Linked DNA regions of Mus musculus: region 1 is linked to region 2. The links are chromatin contacts, called in public promoter capture Hi-C maps. All regions are on one chromosome and are shown on one strand. The core of a region is the stretch at or near the end of the contact, and the rest is flanking DNA. Distances in the headings are between cores, read along the strand shown.

What was found. Promoter capture Hi-C pulls out the DNA fragments that hold promoters and counts their contacts.
Region 1: a promoter capture Hi-C map of cranial neural crest shows a contact between it and region 2. The contact joins the promoter of 9530059O14Rik here to the promoter of Foxl2 in region 2.

The regions. Positions count from the first base shown.
Region 1 is chr9:122,569,735-122,575,133 of GRCm38.p6, forward strand. 9530059O14Rik (RIKEN cDNA 9530059O14 gene) reads left to right here and starts at 2,767. Exons shown (of 2, transcript NR_015610.2): 1 at 2,767-3,030.
Region 2 is chr9:98,953,561-98,958,491 of GRCm38.p6, forward strand. Foxl2 (forkhead box L2) reads left to right here and starts at 2,047. Exons shown (of 1, transcript NM_012020.2): 1 at 2,047-4,566. The coding sequence starts at 2,101. The coding sequence ends at 3,228. It overlaps Foxl2os (forkhead box L2, opposite strand), which reads right to left and starts at 1,750. Exons shown (of 8, transcript NR_003248.3): 1 at 845-1,750; 2 at 644-674; 3 at 468-558; 4 at 45-297.

The sequences.
Region 1 (5,399 bases), core at 1,517-4,016, about 24 Mb after region 2:
GCGGGAACGAGACGACAGGATCAATGTGGTGCCTGCCAGGCGCACAGCGGACCGGACAGGCAGGCCTTGGTCCGCTCTAGTAATGAGCAGAGGGGAGACTGCCGACTCAGAATCTTACTGGTGCTGGCCAGTGTGCAGGGATTTAGCCACAGGAACTTGGAGGAAGGAAAGAGAGGGGGACCGTGCCTGGCCTATAGAAGGGGATGATGACGCTTAGCGCAGCTCTTGAGGACATGCCTGCAGACAGGGAGCCTCCGAAATCCTTTTCACCCTGGGACCCCAAACCTGCCATTTGTCCCATTCCACCACGCCCTCTTCGTAGCTTCCCAAGATTGACCCGTCGATACTTCCAGATCCCTTTTAGATTGAAAATCAGGTCAGATTCTGCACTTTATCAACATGCCCCACCCCTGTCGCCATTAAGCAGCTTCTCACAACCCTGAGGTGTGGTCACTCCGAAGGCACAGTTCCACAGACCTCTGACCGCGCCGCAGGAGGACGCTGAAAGCAAATGCTCTGCAGCGACTTGTCCTGTTCAATATCATCCCCATTCATCCCGGCTGTTGTGTGTTTTCTCAACAGGGCGTGACCCTGTAGACAAGCAGGGCTCGAAGTCAGGGACCTACCCCAATTCAGACACTGTCGCGAACACTCCCTACACTACAAGGCGTGTCAGTCTCTGCATCAGCCACTCTGGGCTGCCTCTCTCAATGGTACTCAAGGGTCGGACACGTGAAAGTCCAGGATCTGATACCACACATCTCCAGCTGTGCCGGACCCAACGTGTGTGTGTGTGTGTGTGTGTGTGTGTGTGTGTGTGTGTGTTGCATTTAACTCCACCATCATTCCCAGATATGCAACATAAAGCATTGAAGGGAGAGGGAGGCAAAAACAAAAAAATTAGGATCTACAGTTTCAAGTTCAAAATCACAACCTTGAGACTCTGAAGGAGTATTCACCTCCTTCCTGTCTAGGCTACCGGATATCATATCTTTGAATACACGCCAGACCCTCAGGAATTATCTCTTCGGGCGATGCCACAAGTGAGCAGTATTCTCTCAACTTCCCAGATCCTTGCTAAAAAGGTGTGTGTGTGTGTGTGTGTGTGTGTGTGTGTGTGTGTGTGTGTGTGTAGTGGATTATTTTCCCCCTTTTATATATAGTGTAGTTTTGAGAAGGGCAGCGAGGCATCTGCTTGGAAAATAATATACTTCTTAATTTGACAGGCCCCTCTCTCCCATGGTAGCTTTTCGGAGTCCTCCAAAGTTCTGTCTAGCGTTGGTGCCCGAAGCTTTGCATGCAGTTAAGCTTCCTACTAAGCAAACCTGCTGGACATTTGTCCTGTGCCCAGGGAAGCACACAAGTGTCATGAAGGGGTTGGGGAAAGACCCTCTGGGTTAAGGGAGGCGTTGCTTCGCGGGTAGAGGTTGAGAGGGAAGTTGGAGTGCAATGGGACCATTAAGTCCCACCTTCTTCCCCCATCTGTGCTTTGGACTATGCGGTTTCTGCCTTGGCCAAAAACCGCATCCACGTCCAAATACAGTACAAAACTCTCTTGGACAGAAGTTAGAAAGAAGCCAGTGTAGAGAGAGACAGTTTGCTTCTAATAATCTCATAAGAATGCCCACAGTATGGCCCAAGTGGCGAGCAGATTCACGGTCCCCATGTGCTGCTGGGGTTGTCGCAGACGCGTCCACGGGCGTCGCAGCGGACGTGACACCGCATTTTCTCTGAATTCCTGCCATCTAGGATGGTGCAACCAAGGGAGGGGGTCATGGGGAAGCAGAGTGCAAGGCTGCAGAATCCGTTCTCTGCAGAGAACTGGAGCGAGCATGGAACAGCGCAACTCCGAGGGCGTTCACATTCGAGAGAAAAGCAACGCCCGGTCGTGGGTGGTTAATTGCCGGCTTCCCACAACCATGAGGCACGTCCCTGGCGGCGTCACTACCTTATGTTTTAATTTGACCTTTATTGGATCTTTGCTCCCCTGGGCTGAGGACTGGACTTGCACTCAGAAGACCACTGCCCTCTCTGGGGAGGGTGGGCCTTCTACTGCGGTTCCCTTCTCCTGAGGGAGCCTGTTCGAGTTCAGAACCTTGTAGACCTTGGAGTTATCAGGCATTCCCGGGCGTGGTCTAGTCGTGGGTTGCGGGGTTTTCTAGCCTTGGAACTGGGCGGTGTCTGCAATGCATCGCATCGCCTTAAGCTGTTCTCGGGTACTCACTCTCGCCGGTGCGCAGAAAGAGACAGAGAGGGGAGGGGTCACGCTTGACTATGAAGTGCCGGTGGGGTCTATTCAGAGTGTCAGTGTGTGTGTGTGGGGGGGGGGGGGGCTGCAGCAGAGGAGGGAGGGTTCTACTGCCAAGGGCAGGGCGGAGGACTGTGAAGGCCGGTTGGTAGTGTGAATGCCTTCCCAGGTTCAGCTGCGGTGATCACCCGGCACTGCAGCTAAAGGAGCTGGTTGCACCTTGCGTGCTCCCCCGCCTTCCCTGTGTTCCCCGGCTTTTCCGGGAGGAAAGATGGGGTGCCCATAGCGGGTGGGGCGCGCCGGCTGCCCAGTCGGGCGGTCACGTGTCCCCCTCCCCCTCCTACTGCAGCGGGAGTTCCAATCAGAGCGCGCCAGGGGGCTCCTCCCGGGCAGGAACCACCGGGCTCCGCGGCGCGGGGTGGGCCGCCATCACCTGACCGCCCGCCCCCGCCCCCCGCGAGTAAGGGGCGGTGGTAGCGTCTGCTCGGTTACAAATGGCCCCTCCCGCCCCGCTCGCCCGCTCGCTCGAGCTCGGCGCGGACCCGCCCGGGAGCGCTCCTCGCAGCAGCTGCCCGGGTTCCCACCGCCCTACCGGGCGCGAGCGATCAGACTACCTCGGAGGGCGCGCTCAGACACCCAGATGTCCGGCCACCTCAGTGGGTACCCTCGGCACCCTGTGATCCGACCACCCGCGGAGGCGCGCTAGCCCTCTGGGTGGGCGTGCTGGGCTTCTCTGCGGCGGAAGTCTGGACCACAGATTGTGACTTCTTTTCTAGCAGTAGGTGAGTGCCCAGCGGGAGCGCAGGCATGGGATGCCCTCCTACTGTGTGGGAACCCCGGGATCCTCTAGGGCACAGGAGGTTTGGTGTAATGACTAAGTCAAGCTTGCAGAACAAGTCCGAAGTCACTCGCCTTCTGGGCCTCTTTTTCGAGTTTCCCCAGTCCCTGGTTTGGGAAAGCGCTTTGATTTGAGGAATTCTTGTCTTGAGATACTTGACAAAGGTTGAAAAGACACTCAGATAGGAGCCGGGAGCTCTAGCTAGCTGGCGCAGGCTGGGTACACCCGGCGTGTTTGAATGTGGGGGGCGGGGGCCCTTTTGAGAATCAGCCCTGGGTAGGGCTAGGGCGAAGCCTCTGCGTTGGTCCCGTCACTCTGTCCCCAAAAGCCACTTGAAATGCCAAGGAGAGAAGAAACAGTGGCTGTAGATGTTGCTAACCAGCTAACCCCCTCCGTTTCTGATCTACCCCTGTGCTGCAGGTTATTCTGCCAAGGATGTGTGAGACTTGGAAGCGCCTAGGATACACCATTTTTACTTTATGACTTTTTGGCAGAAAATATGCGTTAAAGTGTTGAATTACGAGGGAAGATGGAGAAAATAACTTAATTCGCGTTTTTGTAAAGTTTTTGTTTTAAATGCAAGGCAGTAGAGATGTAGGTATTTGAGTCATATTTTGCGACTATACTTTTGGCTTTATGGTCCATATGTTCCTTATAACCTTTCAAACAAAACCCTAGGGAAAAAAATAGAAATAAATAAAAACCAAGGTGTGTGTGTGTGTGAGAGAGAGAGAGAGAGAGAGAGAGAGAGAGAGAGAACACAGGACTTCTGGGGAACAGAAGACAACCTCCTTTGATGAGTACAGTGATGGCCAATTTAATTTGTCATGTGCCACTGAAGGGGATGTCAAGCTGATAACATGCAGACTGGAGAGAAAATGAAGTAGGAGTTGCCCCTAGAGGAAGAAATAAGCCCTGATCCAATTACGCTGGGGAGAGAGCTGAAGGCTAGCCCTTCTGCACTGGAGCTGAGTCTTCTCAGTGGAGGTGGAAGGGTGCAGTTTGGGATACAAGCTCTGAATTCAGACACCCAGCAGCATAAAGGTGTGTGTGTGTGTGTGTGTGTGTGTGTGTGTGTGTGTGAGAGAGAGAGAGAGAGAGAGAGAGAGAGAGAGAGAGAGAGAATGGGTGTGTCCAAAGACAGCTCTTACCCATTTACTCTAGCTGCACTTGCTGAAGGGTTGAGAGGTGTGCTGACTCATAAGGCTGCCAGCAGAGCTTAGCACAGTTAGATTTCACTTCTAGACCTTAACCACATTATATATATATATATATATATATATATATATATATATATATATTATAAATATATATAATATATATATATATATATTCATTCTTATCAGTCTCCTCCCTAGGAGATTTTCCTTGGGCTTTTAGATTCACCCCCTTCATTTTGATAACCACCATCTGCACTGGTGCACACATCTCATTTGGCCTGACACAAAGGTTTTCATCTCCCTTGTAACATTAGAAACAGTGACAGTCTTAACCACCCCATTATGTTCAAGGTATTTGTGGAGAATATTGGAAAACCAGAATGTGAACAATTCAGTTTTCTGAACAGCAGAGAATCTCTTTGCCATTACACTGCAAGACCAGGGAGCCCCACCCTTCTTCTGAGTGTCTGCATGACACCAGGGAAGGAACCCTGCAATTGCAGCAGTGCAGGGCGAGGCAGCATCGGGCTCTGTGATGCCTGTGCTCATGTGCACTAATGTTGGAGAGGGGCTTCGACTCCTGTGCAGCCTTCAAAACCTAATATTACTCCACTTCACCTGTCAGCTTCGCAAACCAGTATTTGTAATAACTCTGAGAGGCTGATTTTGTTGGAGAAGACAGAGTGAGAACTGCTTCTAAACTTTAAGGTCGGGGAGGCTGAAAGACACGTCGAGAACAAACATCAAAGGCGTTGGATCTCCTGATAAGATTTCTTAATAAAAATAAGGGTTTGGGTTTTTAGTGTCTTTTTGTTTGTTTGTTTTTTAATGAGGTTTTCAGGTAATATACAGAATAAGCCAGCATGTGTGATAGTTAAGCATCCGGTATCTTCATGAGAACAGGAAGAAGAAATAAATGGATGCACTAGCCCTTTACTGCAAGCTCCACCAAGAAGAACTGAGTCAGGACATGCCACATATGATTAGAGGAAGCCACCTCTGCAAAGACAAGATTTCAAATCTATAGGAAAGAGTATTATAAGCCCTTTGAAGAAAGAGGCGTTCTGAATTCATAATTCCTAATTCTCACTGCCACCGTCTGTGTATCATCCGCACAGACAGCAGGGCTGACCAAGAAGAAGAGAAATTTAAA
Region 2 (4,931 bases), core at 797-3,296:
GGGCTAGATGTGGGTATTTCTCAGAGAAATTTAGAGAAGCCTACCTCCCTTGTATCCTGGTGGTTAGGCCGGGTTTGCCTGGCTGACCTCTCTGTAGTCATCTTTGAGATGTTGGACTACACACACACACACACACACACACACACACACACACACACACACACAGAGTCCTCCTTTCCCTTCATCTCAAAGTGGGAAGCACAAGCACACACTGTAGATAAATGGTCTTCGGACCGCTGGAGCCACTGGCCAGTGTGGGCTCGTGGCATTCTGGAGAACTCTTAAAGTCCAAGCAACCTGAAAGAAAGAGGTAGAAACAGGCACTGGGATAGCCACCTAGATGTGTGACTGGCACACATCATTCATTCAGACCATTATCCTTCACAACGTGTCTGATCACTCTTCCTCAGCCTCTCTCACACTTCCAAGACTGCAAACCTGTGTTAAGGCTGAGTGACAGGGCACACCTGATGTTGTGCTGGCACGGAAGGAATTCCTCTAAGTCCGTTTTCTATTTTCGGAGATGTAACTGGATCCCCACCAGACTTCGGCTATTATCTTAAAAACAAGGGGAAAGACTACTGTCCATTCGTGACTGGGACGCGAGAAAGCGCCTCCCCAGCCTGTGGTTTTCCTTCCTTACCTATGCTGGAAGGAGAAGATGCAGGTAACGGCTGTAAGGGTAGGAAGGACAAAGGAAGACAGGAAAAAAAAAAAAAAAAGAGGTTGTATCCACGAACCATGTTCATGGATACAACCATGTACTCTGGTGCTTGATTCATACACCTCACTAAGCAAAAATAAGCAAATACAAGTCTCACACATTGTACATATATAAGCATACCTGGGTTTCTGAACAGCACACTTGCGCAGTATCACGTGTGTCTTTAAGAACAGATTTTTGCCCCGTGCCTTCCACGCGTGACACTTGTGCACGCAACAGTCCCCAAAGCCCCTCAGCAACATCCTCGTCTGTGTCCAAGCCAGAGTACAAGGGATACCACTTGATCTTTAAAACACACACCCAAATTGTGGGATTGCAAGGCGAGTTCCAAGGAGAAAGCTGGTCCCTACATCCACCTCAGCACAGAGAAGCGAAACGTCCGATGCCAGTGAGCGGTACTCCTGGGTGTCTCTTCCCAGCGATCCTCTCCCCAGCCTCAATTGGGCTCAGAGAGCTCGAGGGACAGAGCAGGCCGAAGCTTCTGCCTTCCGTGACACGAGCTCTGAGCTGGTTTACCTCCAGCTGCCGCAAAGTTCGGCCACTCCACCCCGGTCCGGCCCCCTTGCCATCTCGCCCCTCCCTAAGCCTCAAAGCTAGAAGTCTAGCCCCAGCACAGCCCGAAGCACAGAGCAAAGGGTTTTGTTTTCTTTCACCTGAAAGCTGCCCAGAGGCTTGGATCACCTCTCCTCGCTGGGGTCAGCATTCCCGGGGCACTGGCAGGGCGCAGCGAGCCCCAACCAGGGCTTTTCGGCGAAGCAAACACCCGCAGATTTTCAAGACTCGTAAGAGCGTGAGGCAGGCTGTTGGCTGGGCCCGGGAGGCTCCGGAGGCTCGGGAAGGCCGGTCCAAGTTCTGCCGGCCGTTTAAAAAAAAAAGGAGACTTAGAGATGAACTCGCCCGTGCGCTGCTGGCTGCCCCGCTATAGGGGCGAAGGCCCCTGACGCAAGCGGAACTCTGCGGAGCCCATACGAATCAGAACGGAGCGAGGCTCCTGGCGCACTAGGGACTCCAGGAGGCGGCTGCGCCAGAGACGCGGGTCGCGCCTCGGGGAAACCGGGCGGTGGGGGGAGGGGAGAGCTCAGCCAAGAAAACCCACCGAGGCGGGGACTGGCCTGGGCGGGGAGGGGCGGCGGGGCCGGAGCCCCTCGCTGTTGGGCAGACTCCCGATGGCCAGAGGCTGACTTCCACTCCCGCAGACCGCTCCCCGGGGGGAAAAGAGAAGAGAGTGAGAGCCGCGCGAGGCCTCCGGTCCCCGCAGCCTGCAGAAGTTAGAGGCTCTGCGCCGAGCGCACACTCCTGCGCCCGCCTGCAAGGCGAGCCTGCACCAGGAGAGCACAGCCTCCGGGCTGCCCGGCCGCGGAGAGCCGGCTTTTGTCATGATGGCCAGCTACCCCGAGCCCGAAGACACGGCGGGGACCCTGCTGGCTCCGGAGAGCGGACGCGCAGTCAAAGAGGCCGAGGCGTCGCCGCCGAGTCCCGGCAAGGGAGGCGGGACAACACCGGAGAAACCAGACCCCGCGCAGAAGCCCCCGTACTCGTACGTGGCGCTCATCGCCATGGCGATCCGCGAGAGCGCCGAGAAGAGGCTCACTCTGTCCGGCATCTACCAGTACATCATAGCCAAGTTCCCGTTCTACGAGAAGAACAAGAAGGGCTGGCAGAATAGCATCCGCCACAACCTCAGCCTCAACGAGTGCTTCATCAAGGTGCCGCGCGAGGGCGGCGGCGAGCGCAAGGGCAACTACTGGACGCTCGACCCGGCCTGCGAGGACATGTTCGAGAAGGGCAACTACCGGCGCCGCCGCCGCATGAAGCGGCCCTTCCGGCCGCCGCCCGCTCACTTCCAGCCCGGCAAGGGGCTCTTCGGGAGCGGAGGAGCGGCGGGTGGCTGCGGCGTGCCCGGAGCTGGGGCCGATGGCTATGGCTACCTGGCGCCACCCAAGTACCTGCAATCGGGGTTCCTCAACAACTCCTGGCCCCTGCCGCAGCCTCCCTCGCCCATGCCCTACGCCTCCTGCCAGATGGCGGCGGCTGCGGCGGCCGCTGCTGCAGCCGCTGCAGCCGCCGGCCCGGGCAGCCCCGGTGCAGCCGCGGTGGTCAAGGGGCTGGCGGGCCCCGCCGCCTCCTACGGGCCGTACTCGCGCGTGCAGAGCATGGCGCTGCCTCCGGGCGTCGTGAACTCCTACAACGGCCTGGGGGGCCCTCCTGCCGCACCACCGCCGCCGCCACCGCCGCCGCACCCTCACCCGCACCCTCACGCACATCATCTGCACGCGGCCGCTGCGCCCCCGCCAGCCCCGCCACACCACGGGGCTGCCGCGCCTCCCCCGGGTCAGCTCAGTCCCGCCAGCCCGGCCACCGCCGCGCCCCCGGCACCCGCGCCCACGAGCGCGCCCGGCCTGCAGTTCGCCTGCGCCCGGCAACCCGAGCTCGCCATGATGCATTGCTCATACTGGGACCACGACAGCAAGACGGGCGCGCTGCACTCGCGTCTGGATCTCTGAGTGCCAACGCGCGCGGGAGCGGTCCCCCACCCCTATCCCGGGAGTGGAGGAGCCGAGCTCGGGTCGCAGCCGCAGCAGCCAGCCTGACAGCGCGCACTCCGGGACAGCTTCTGGATGCAGAGCCCTCGAGCGGTCTGCCCTTCCTCGGTCCGCCCCGCTCCTGCGACTCCGCTTTGTCGCCTCCGCTGCTCCTCCGGTGCTCTTCCCCGCCGCGGCCTCTGCTTTCCCGTGCTGCTGGCCGGAGGCCGCCCACTCCGTGCTTTCCGCGGGCCTCCTCTCCTCACCGCAGGGAGTGAGTCCCCGGCCGAGGTGCGGTCGAAGTGTCTGAGACGCAGCTTACCTCTTGGCCCTCTCTTCCAGGTCGGTGGACTCAAGCTCGATTTTATTTTTAATTCCCCACCCCGACTGTCTGCGACTAGAAGCGCTAGGCTGCTGGGGGAAGAGGGACCCACACTACCGGAGAATGGAAAGAACGTGTCTGGTCGCTCTGCGATCCCTCCTGGAACTGATCAGAAGCCGCTTGCAGAGGGGCCCACTGGGCGGGGCGGGGGTTGAGCCCCAGGCTGGAGCAGGGACAGCCTCGTTCCGCGGCCTGCAACCGAGTTCTCATCCCCCGCTCCTTGTGAGGCCGTGGTGCCTCCGCTCCGCAGAGCACCGCATAGGGCACCTCCAGGCCAGGTCTTTATGAAAAAGATTGGTGAGGCTTTTGAAAATATTAAAAAATACTTTTTAAAGAAAAAAAGAAAGAGGGAGAGAATAAAACATTCATGGGGGGGTGGGGAGGAGAAATGTAATGGCCTTGGAGTTTGCTAAAACCAAACAACAAAATCAAAAGTTTTGGTTTTCTTCATCGACCCTGCTGGGAAATTTGTGTAAGAATTCCCGTGGTGACTTCATTAGGCTGTGTTCAGAGGGAGGAGAAAATAACTAGCTAAAATAAGGTTTCCACTACAAATTAGGAATTTCTTTTCTATTTAAAAGTTGAACTCAAAACAAATTTCCCCGGATCTTCCGATTCTGCCCCGGATGCCAGAAGAGATCTCTGCCTGGCTGGTACACACCGCCCAGATGACACTCCTATCCCTGATTTTTGTTTTTCCAATGTCTTGTTTCTTCCACCTTCGGAAGGAGAAATGTGAAACTCGTCATGGCCGGCCCACACGGGCTTGTGGCCCCAGCCGGCTGGCCCGAAATCCCGTGACCTGGTGGTTGAGTAATGTCTTTCGGGGACCAAATTTTCTAGAGGGAACTAGAGCACTTTTGTTGTGTTTGTACGTGTGTGAGGGCGTCCCTTGTCAATTCCCAAATAAATTTTTTTGTTTTTTGTTTTTCTTTTAACACGGACTTGCATTGTTTCTTTTACACCGTAGTTCAGCAGCTAGCTAGCTAAGAGAGCGAGCCTTTCAAGAAAAATTGTGTTCTTTTAAAAAGTGACACAAACAAGAGTTGAGGACAACCCGGGTGGCAGGCGCTTTGGGCTGTCGCTGCTGCTTTGTTTTTCAGGAGATTGTTTGTTTTTCTGTGTCATCGTTTGTCTGTTGCGGCTGTTTCACACCGGCAAAGATACCCGGCCCTCGCTAGAGGCTACTGTAGGCAAGGTTTGTTCTCGTTTTGCGTTCGTGTAAGTTTATATTTTGCCTCTTACATAATTGTACTAGGTGCGTACGCTGTGTTTCCACTGCTATCCTCATACGTCTAAGAAT